Regions from separate parts of the Mus musculus genome. Here region 2 is linked to region 1. The links are chromatin contacts, called in public Hi-C maps. All regions are on one chromosome and are shown on one strand. Each heading gives the region's core, a stretch centred on a gene start, on an enhancer-like site or on the middle of the called end of the contact. The rest is flanking DNA. Distances are from core to core; before and after follow the strand shown. Region 1 has its middle 11 kb from the start of Mir365-2. Region 2 has its middle 15 kb from the start of Gm24454.

Region 1 (4,213 bases), core at 564-3,063:
TGCCTGCTGCCTTTGGATCAGGATGTAAGCTCGCAGCTCCATGGCCAGGCCTACCTGCTACGATGAACATGGACTCTCTGAAACTGTAAGCAAGCCTCCAGCGAAATGCTTTCTTCTATAACCTGCCTTGGTCTCTTCACAGCAACAGAACAGTCTAAGATATTGCCTTAGATGAATGATGCCCACACACTTTCAAGCACATATATGCCCAGGACCAGCTTCCTGGGGCCAAGGAGAAGTGTCAGTCAGAGCCCTGTGCTCTGAACGACCTGTGCCTGACTGAATCCTCTGTTGCCACTGCCTTGAAATTCATGATGATGATAGCCTCAGAAATTCTGTAGCCATCTTGCTAGGAGAAGCCTGAACCTTCTGAGGAATGCTGCCCCTTCCAGAGTCAGCCAGGAAGAAGACAGCGTTCCCAGGAAGGTGCTCGAGGATCCAGGAAAAATCCAAGCAAGGGACCCCAGGCCCAAGTGGTAATGGTGGGAATGCATGGACCTGTGTTAGCCCTGGTGAGGAGGGATCCTCACATTACAAAGCCCAAGTCCACAGGATCTGTCGATGTCCTAGGGCGTATGACTGGCAGGTCCTGCACTGAGTTCCTAGTTCCCAGACTTTGGAGCCTTTGGCTCCACCAGCGTGCTCCATGACATAGATGCAGTCTAGCTCTGGATACGTGCAAAGCCAGTTTGCTGTGTTTGTTGGTGAGAAATCTGCCTGCTTTCAGCCACTTATCCTAGAGGTCCAGTGAGAAAGGTGAGAAACGTTTTGTCTATTAGCCAGAATCTCTTAGTACCCAGTAAGAAGGTGGGGCAGTCTTTTATAGATGGATTCCAACCAATCAATGCAAAACGCGTGAATTCTAATACCAAGTGGATGTGGTGGCCCATGCCTGAAATCCCAGCCCTTAGAGACGGTAGCAGGAGGGTGGAAGCTAGCTTGGGTTACAAGGTGAGATCTTGTCTCAAAACAAGAAATACAAACATCTACTTACACATATATGTATACATATATACATGCTATATCTATCAGATGTGTATACACACACATCAATTTCAGTTTGTAATGGATTTGCATAACAAGACCCTGTCTCTAAATAGATATCAAATACATACACTCACAACAATGGTCTCCCTCTCTCTCTCTCTCTCTCTCTCTCCCTCTCCCTCTTCCTCTCCCTCTCTCTCTTATACGCAAGCGCGCGCGTGCGCGCGCGCACACACACACACACACACACACACACACACACACACACGAGAAGTGCTTGCCATATGTTGTCTCCTGACAGAGCTCAGTGCCATCTAATGATATGATATAGTCTTGCCAAAACAAACACTAAAGCGTACACTTGACCCTGGCCCAGCCTCTATGCCTAACTGCACATTTACAGGAGCAGCAGAGGAGAAGGACCTGTTGAACTACACCACAGAGCGGCAATCAGCAGAGTCCAGACACAGCCAGACACCACAAGACAGACTAGCTTCTCCCAGTAAATAAACTGCAAGCAAAGATAAAACGAAAAACCTTGAGGCCAGTAGAGGCTCAGGAGATGTACCAAGCGGTGGCATTGTGCAGGCTTCATTTGGTTCTAAAGGTACCCCCACAAAAACCAATTAGGTAGTAAACACAAATTGAGCATCAACCCTTTCAGTATTTGCTAATCAAGCATCGGGGATGATTGATGGTTTTAATGTGCAGTGGCTGTGTCACAATGGCTCCTGATAGGTTTTTGTCTGGAATAGTCCTTGTGGAGACACATACCCAAATATTTATGTATGAGATGATGTCATGCCTGGGATGTGTTTCAGAACAGCACCAAGGATGGATGTGGAGGGAGGAGGGACTGCAGAGGCATGGGCTGAGAGCAGATGATTGACACATTGAGCAGCGAGGACAGCGGGGCTTTAAGTGCTAGGGAATCAAACCTAGGACCTTTCTCATCTGCCTGTAGTCCTAGCACTTAGGAGACCAAAGTAGGAGAATAAAGAGTTTGAGGCCAGCTTGGGCTATGCAGCTAGACTCTGTCTCAAAATAAAGAAACAAAAATAAAAAGACTCTTGTGGCCTGTGGCCGGTATCTGGGGGAGAGACTTTTGAGGACGGAGAACCCCTGGGAGCACGCAGCACTGACTTAGGGTTACCGTGGCATTCCTTTTTCCCCTGGCCAGCCTGGGCCCCAGAGGTTGTACTCACTGGCGCCCCGGGCTCACATCAAAAGAGAGCTTTCTTCACGTCTGGATGAGCTCATGGCTCTGGACACTGTAATTGTAGAATAGCTCTGGCCCTAGCCCACAGTTCAGGCTCTTCCCTCCCACCCCTTAGGCGCACGCTGAGCCATGTCAGGACATCTGGCCACCAGCATGGGCTGGAGAAGGTGCAGCCGCTGGTGAGTACTATAGGGCATTCATAGACACACTCCTTAAAGCCTCTCTGGTGCTGATAGACCGGGGGCCAAGATCCAGGAACCTGGAGGGCCAGTGGGTTCCTGTCAGTTCCAGCTGCCAGCGGTGCTTCTGCAGGGAAGGAACACGGAAGAGGCTGGGGCCCAGCTTGCTGCATGACTTTGGCTTAGGTTCTCCATCCAACAGGAGGCAGCTCAGTGTCTCTATGTAGGAGGAGCACTGTTTATCTTTGGGGAGGAGCAATGATCCTGGATAATATTCTCAGACCCCCACCCATCAGCAGCCTCTGTCGCCCTGGCAACCAAAAGGCTGCTATTTGCTTCCAACCATCCCTGATATGCAGACCACTATGGGTCTTTAAGAGTTTTGCCACACTCATTAAGCCCCTGGTTGCTTGAGAAGTCAAGCTGGAAGATGGACGGGAAGCTGTGAATGATGTCTTGACTCAGTCTTGCAAAACTACGAAATCATAATGGTTCTTGAAGCATTCCTACAACTTTGCAAGGTATCCAAGTGCTGGGGACTGAGAGGAACCAAACACTTCAATGGAATGATCCCTCACCTCTGGATCCAAAGTCCAAAAAAAAGAAAGTATTTGGAGAAGTGCAGAAATACCCTGTGGCCCCAGGATTTGGTCTGGACTATGAACCTGTACAGCAGAGGCAGGGCATCCACTGTGGATGGCAGGAAATTAGCAAAGCTTTGCAAATGGGGTAGAAATGTGCCTCTCCCTTCAGAGAAGGGGCAGGCTTTCCTTCTCAGTCCCTGTGGACTGAGAACTCACAGATGCCTGTGTGTGAGTCAGAAACTGTCTCACTCCTTCTGGGTCAAATGCGAGGAATGCAAGTGAACAGCTGGGGCTTCTTGCCCTGGTGGTACCCAGCGGGTAGCGGCATTTGGACAGTGAGCATGAGGGAGTAAGCTGCCCAGAGTTCTTAAGCTATATGAGGACACCACATGCCCATGGAAGCACAGGTCCTTCCTCCCGCACTCCCTCCCTCGCTTCCCCCCCCCTTATTCCTTTCCCTCTTTTTTTCTTTCATCAATTCAACAAGACAATCTATGCCACGTGTTTAAGGATGAGCAAATTCTGAGCCCCACTCTCATGGAACACATCTATATAACCCAATAGATCCAGTGAGGAAAGAAAAAAAAATGTGTCTTCTAAGAGAGAGTAGGAGACAGCTTGAGTGTGTGGGGGAGGCTACTGAGGGGCCGGAGCAAAGAACCTATTGGGTGGATACGTCAGAGGAGTTAGGTTGAGTTTCCTAGGGGTCTAGGCTATCCACACAGCCGTCCTGCCAACAACCTCTCTCTCCTTCAGGAGACTTTTGCTCTACCAGAGTGTGTCAGGCACCTTCTGCCATGCTATGCTAACAGATGAACCGTGGTTCATCCAGCCAGTGAGCGTGTCCGGATCTCTCACTCTTGAAGAGAATGGCCATGATAGCTGGAATCCTCCAGCTGCATCCCGCTACACAATGCCGTCCAGCTTCCTGCCTGCCCCTTTCCAACATGTGGCCTGCCGGAGCAGTCTTGGCTTCTACTCATGACTGGGGAGGGTAAGTTTGGGCTCTTCGTAGGCAAAGCTTTATCGAGGGTCGTAGAAGAGAGTCTCCTGAGAATGCACCCTCCATTTCAGGCATGGCAGGGGCTGCTCAGTTCTTCAGGCCAGCTGCCTCTGTATAGCTCTCACTCACAGGGTCCTCAGCATGGTCGTTCCCTTTCAAGGAAGCTGGAGTGCAGCCCTGGCAGGCCTCACAGGGAGGAAATGCCAGTCGAATTTCTGTAAGCCTGGCTCAGCCTCCCCAG
Region 2 (4,019 bases), core at 453-2,952, 140 kb after region 1:
GGGAGGAGGTTATGTGTACGGCTCCTTTACCTGCACACTGGGGATTTGACCTCTATCTCCACTCTCATTAATATGGGTGGCCTATTGCTCTTATTAAAAGAAAAGGGGGATCTGTGAGGAGCCGCCCTCACATTTGCCATTATAAGATGGCACTGACAGCTGTGTTCTAAGTGGTAAACATAGTCTGCACACATGCAGGGGCAGTTTTCCCACCATGTGTTCTGCCTTTCCCGTGATGACAACTGGGCCGATGGGCTGCAGCCAATCAGGGAGTAATACGTCCTAGGTGGAGGATAATTCTCCTTAAAAAGGGATGGGGTTTCGCCATTTCCCTTTCTTGCTCTCTTGCACTCTGGCTCCTGAAGATGTAAGCAATAAAGCTTTGCCGCAGAAGATTCTGGTTTGCTGTGTTCTTCCTGGCCGGGCGTGAGAACGCGTTAATAAGATTTATGTTTATGTGTGTGTGTGTGTGTGTACATGCCTGTATATGAGTGTGATTGTGTGTGTGTGTGATTGTGTGTGTGAGACACATGTGACCCCCCACATTCACACACACGCACGTGCACACACACACACACACACACACACACACACACACACACGGAAGTCAGAGGACAGCTTGCAGGAGGTGGTAATTTTCTTTTTTACCCTGTGTTTCCAGGGATCACACTCAGGCAGCAAGCACCTTCGCCTGCAGAAGCATCTGGCAGGCCTCACAACTTCTTTCTTAGCCCTCCCCCACACCACGACACACTCCAGCCAGTGTAAACACTTGCAGTTCTCTGAATTCACCAAGCTCATTCCTGCCTCTGCACTGAAAGTTACTTCCCTCTGCCCTCTTTTCTGGCAGATTCTGCCCAGTTACCTCCTTAAGGCCACCTCCTCTGGGAAGCTTTTCCTGACTGCAGGGAACTGTACTGGGGAGCTCTCCTCACATTCTCCCCCACACTGCTTGAGAAGTATCTCACCCCCTCCCCCTCAAGGCAGTGAGCCCTAGGAAAGCAAAAACAAGATCACTTCCCAGCTCCCAATACCTGGCACAAAGTAGACACTCAATAAACACTTATCTGTCTATCAAAGCCCTAAATCAATGAATATAGTACAGGCTGAGTTCTAGCAGCCAGCATTTATATCTGCTTTCAAAACCCATATCCTTGTGTTGCCCCGTGACTCCTGGGCAGGTTGGAGATGTGCTTAGTCTTTGGAAGGTTGTCCTCACGCCATGGTCATTTTTTAAGGGTTGCCTCTCTGCCGTTCCCCTAACGCATGCTTTCTAAAATGGCTGCACTCAGGGAATGCTAAGGCTGGTCTTACCCCCAGAGATTCCTATTTAACGGTCAGGAGGATAGCAGGGCTCTCTGGGGGATTGTAGTAGAGTTTATCATCATACAAGGCTGCGATGCTCCCTCTGCAGTGTGGCTCCTATTCACCCTTCAAAACTCAAGAGAAATGTTACCTCCTGAACGAAGTCTTCCCAAGACAGAACAGAATCCACCCCCTCTTCCCTCCCTGCAGGTTCTAGATCGGCACTTGTCACCCTTCATCCCCAATGCCTAGCACGGCATCTAACACCCTGAGATGCTCAAAGGACTCTGAATGGACAAATATGGGAATGAGCAAGAGCCCTGTGTCACTCTGGCTAAGGCTGAATGCTGGCCTGCACTGGGAAAAGAGGAGGAGTCTGAGTTATGTTCTGGAAGAGCTCTGCAGGCCTGAGGTCATTGCTGCAATACCAGAAATTACGACACCCCAGCCAAAGCGAGGCATGACCATTAAACAGAGTTCTCTCCTTGTACTTCGCTGGTTAGGCTTGACAATGCATTATTAAAAAAAAAAATACTGAATAAATAATGAAACGATGTCCCAGGAACCACGATTGAGAAGGGCTCTGGTGGCCACTTTTCAAAGCAGAAGCACAGCTGTTCCCTGGGGCAGGGACAAGTCCCTTTGCCCTGTCCTGGATATGTGGGAATATCCTGGACACTCAGGAGGGCTGGCTGTACAGAATATGACCTTTGGCACTCAGTGGTTGGACACATGTCCTCTTTATAACAGTAGAAATACAATGTAAATCGCTTACATTGTTGTTAATTTATTGTAGCCACATTTTAAAAGTTAAAAGCAGCAGGCAGTGGTGGTGCAGGTCTTTAATTCCAGCACTGGAGAGGCAGAGGCAGGGGGACCTCTATGAGTTCCTAACTGCCCTGTTTTACATAACAAGTTCCCAGGTCAGACAGGGCCACATAGTGACACTCTATAAGTGAGACTCATTCAAGCTCCTGTATAGAGAAGTGGCCCATTAAGAGGCTTGACACCAATGCCTCCTCTAGGGTGATGTGCACCAACCCCATACCTGGCTTCGGATTTGGATTAAAGTCCTCTAGTTCTATGGGATCCATCTCATCAGTCTCTCCCACTTCCTTCCTCTCAAGAAGTTGTTTCCAGCAAAGATAGTTTATAGAAATTTGTATTTTTAAAGCTCCAAGACAGGCTGTCTTTCACAAGAATTGGATTCATCCTGTGTTGTAGGTAAAGATCGATTTTGAAAATGTTCACAGACTGTGTTCTCAAAGTGCTTGAAATCCCAGCCCTGGAGAGGTGGAGACCGGTGGATCCCCCAGCTTGCTGGCCAGCCAGCCTAGCCTACTTTGTGAGTTTCAGGCCATTCAAGGACCCTGTCAAAAAAAAAAAAAAAAAAAGTATAAAACTTTTAAAAGTGGTTGGTTGTAGAGATGGCTCAGCTGGTAAAGCAACTCGGAACCCAATTCTGGTGCCCTGAGTTCAGTCCTGGAACCTGCAGGAAGACAGAGGACGGAAGGCGAGTGTTAGCTCCACAGAGTTGCCCTGTGACTTCCACACACGTGTGGAGGAGCACACAATAATAATAAATAATTGTTTAAAGGTGGGGAACACCTGAGGAAACGACACCTAAAAATGATTATGATTATGACAGTTTCACTGGTGACTTCTGGGATATCAGAACCCAAGGACACCTTTTTTTTTTTTTTTTTTTTTTTAGTTTTTGGAGACAAAAACTAAACTAGTTTTCTCTGTATAGCCCTAGTTGTCCTGTAACTCCTTCTATTGACCAGGCTGGCCTCCAGCTCAGAGACTGTCCTGCCTCTGCCTCTGGAGTGCTGGGACTAAAGGCATTTGCTGCTGCCACCTGGCACCAAGGGCAACCTTTTAAAAGATTTTTTGTTTCTTTGTTTGTTTATATGTGTGTGAGTGTTTTGCATGTGTGTATATAAGTGTATCATGTGTGTGGGGTGCCCTTAGAGACCAGAAGAGGGCATTATACCCCCCAGGACAGTGGTTCTCAACCTTCCTAATCCTGGGACCCTTTAATTCCATTCCTCATGTTGTAATGAACCCCAAGCATAAAATTATTTTGTTGCTACTTCATAACTGTAAGTTGCTACTGTTATAAACTGTCATGTAAATATTTGGTGTGCAGGATATCTGATATATGACCCCAAGGGGGTCACAACCCACAGGTTGAAAACTGCTGCCCTAGGAAGAAGATAATTTTTATGTTAAGAAAAAAAATCCATGGATAGGACTCTTTGTGGTAAAGCTATACAGTAAATGTTCCTGTAATTATAAAGACAACTCAGACAGCCATGGCTCCCGGGAACCAACAAGGCCAGAAGATGCCAAGAGAGCGTGCTCGTGTAAGTAGAAAATGCCGCTTAAACTTGGCCTGGCTTTAGACCACCATCCCATGCTAGAAAACCATCTCTTACACTCAGGGAAATGAATAGTTGCATACAGGTAATGCTCTAGAAGATGAGAAACTGAGGCAGGCCTGGGTTCCAACTAGACCTGGAGAAGAGAGTAGGAAGAACCCAGCCAAGCTTCTAGAACACACTGCTAACATCCCCCTGGAGGAGCTGTGCATCACTGAGGCTGCAGAAGCTGAGGCTGGGTCCAGTGAGTTTTGGGTGGCAACCATACTGTATTCTCAATACAAAAACACAGCGTGGAGAGGGAACAGTTGTTCCTCTACCAGGAGATGT

What was found. Hi-C and Micro-C count contacts between places; a contact is called where the count stands out from the background.
Region 2: a Hi-C map of uterus shows a contact between it and region 1, with 2.2 times the contacts expected there. The contact joins two enhancer-like sites. A contact is called at or near these places in 6 of 39 promoter capture datasets (the C10 cell line, the HPC-7 cell line, cranial neural crest and 3 more), 5 of 484 Hi-C or Micro-C datasets (3T3-L1-derived adipocytes, the C2C12 cell line, bone marrow-derived macrophages and 2 more), 1 of 115 datasets of contacts at active chromatin or transcription factors (embryonic stem cells) and 1 of 9 other capture datasets (embryonic stem cells).

Annotation. Positions count from the first base shown.
Region 1 is chr11:79,735,033-79,739,245 of GRCm38.p6, forward strand. No RefSeq gene overlaps it. Among named protein-coding and RNA genes, the nearest start is that of Mir365-2, 11 kb to the left of the region's middle. Within about 2 kb of position 1,814, at least 94 of the 459 cell types and tissues checked have an H3K27ac peak or open chromatin away from gene starts, as enhancers often do. A contact at or near this core is called in the C2C12 cell line and uterus, where this site is marked.
Region 2 is chr11:79,876,604-79,880,622 of GRCm38.p6, forward strand. No RefSeq gene overlaps it. Among named protein-coding and RNA genes, the nearest start is that of Gm24454, 15 kb to the right of the region's middle. Within about 2 kb of position 1,703, at least 69 of the 459 cell types and tissues checked have an H3K27ac peak or open chromatin away from gene starts, as enhancers often do. A contact at or near this core is called in the C2C12 cell line and uterus, where this site is marked.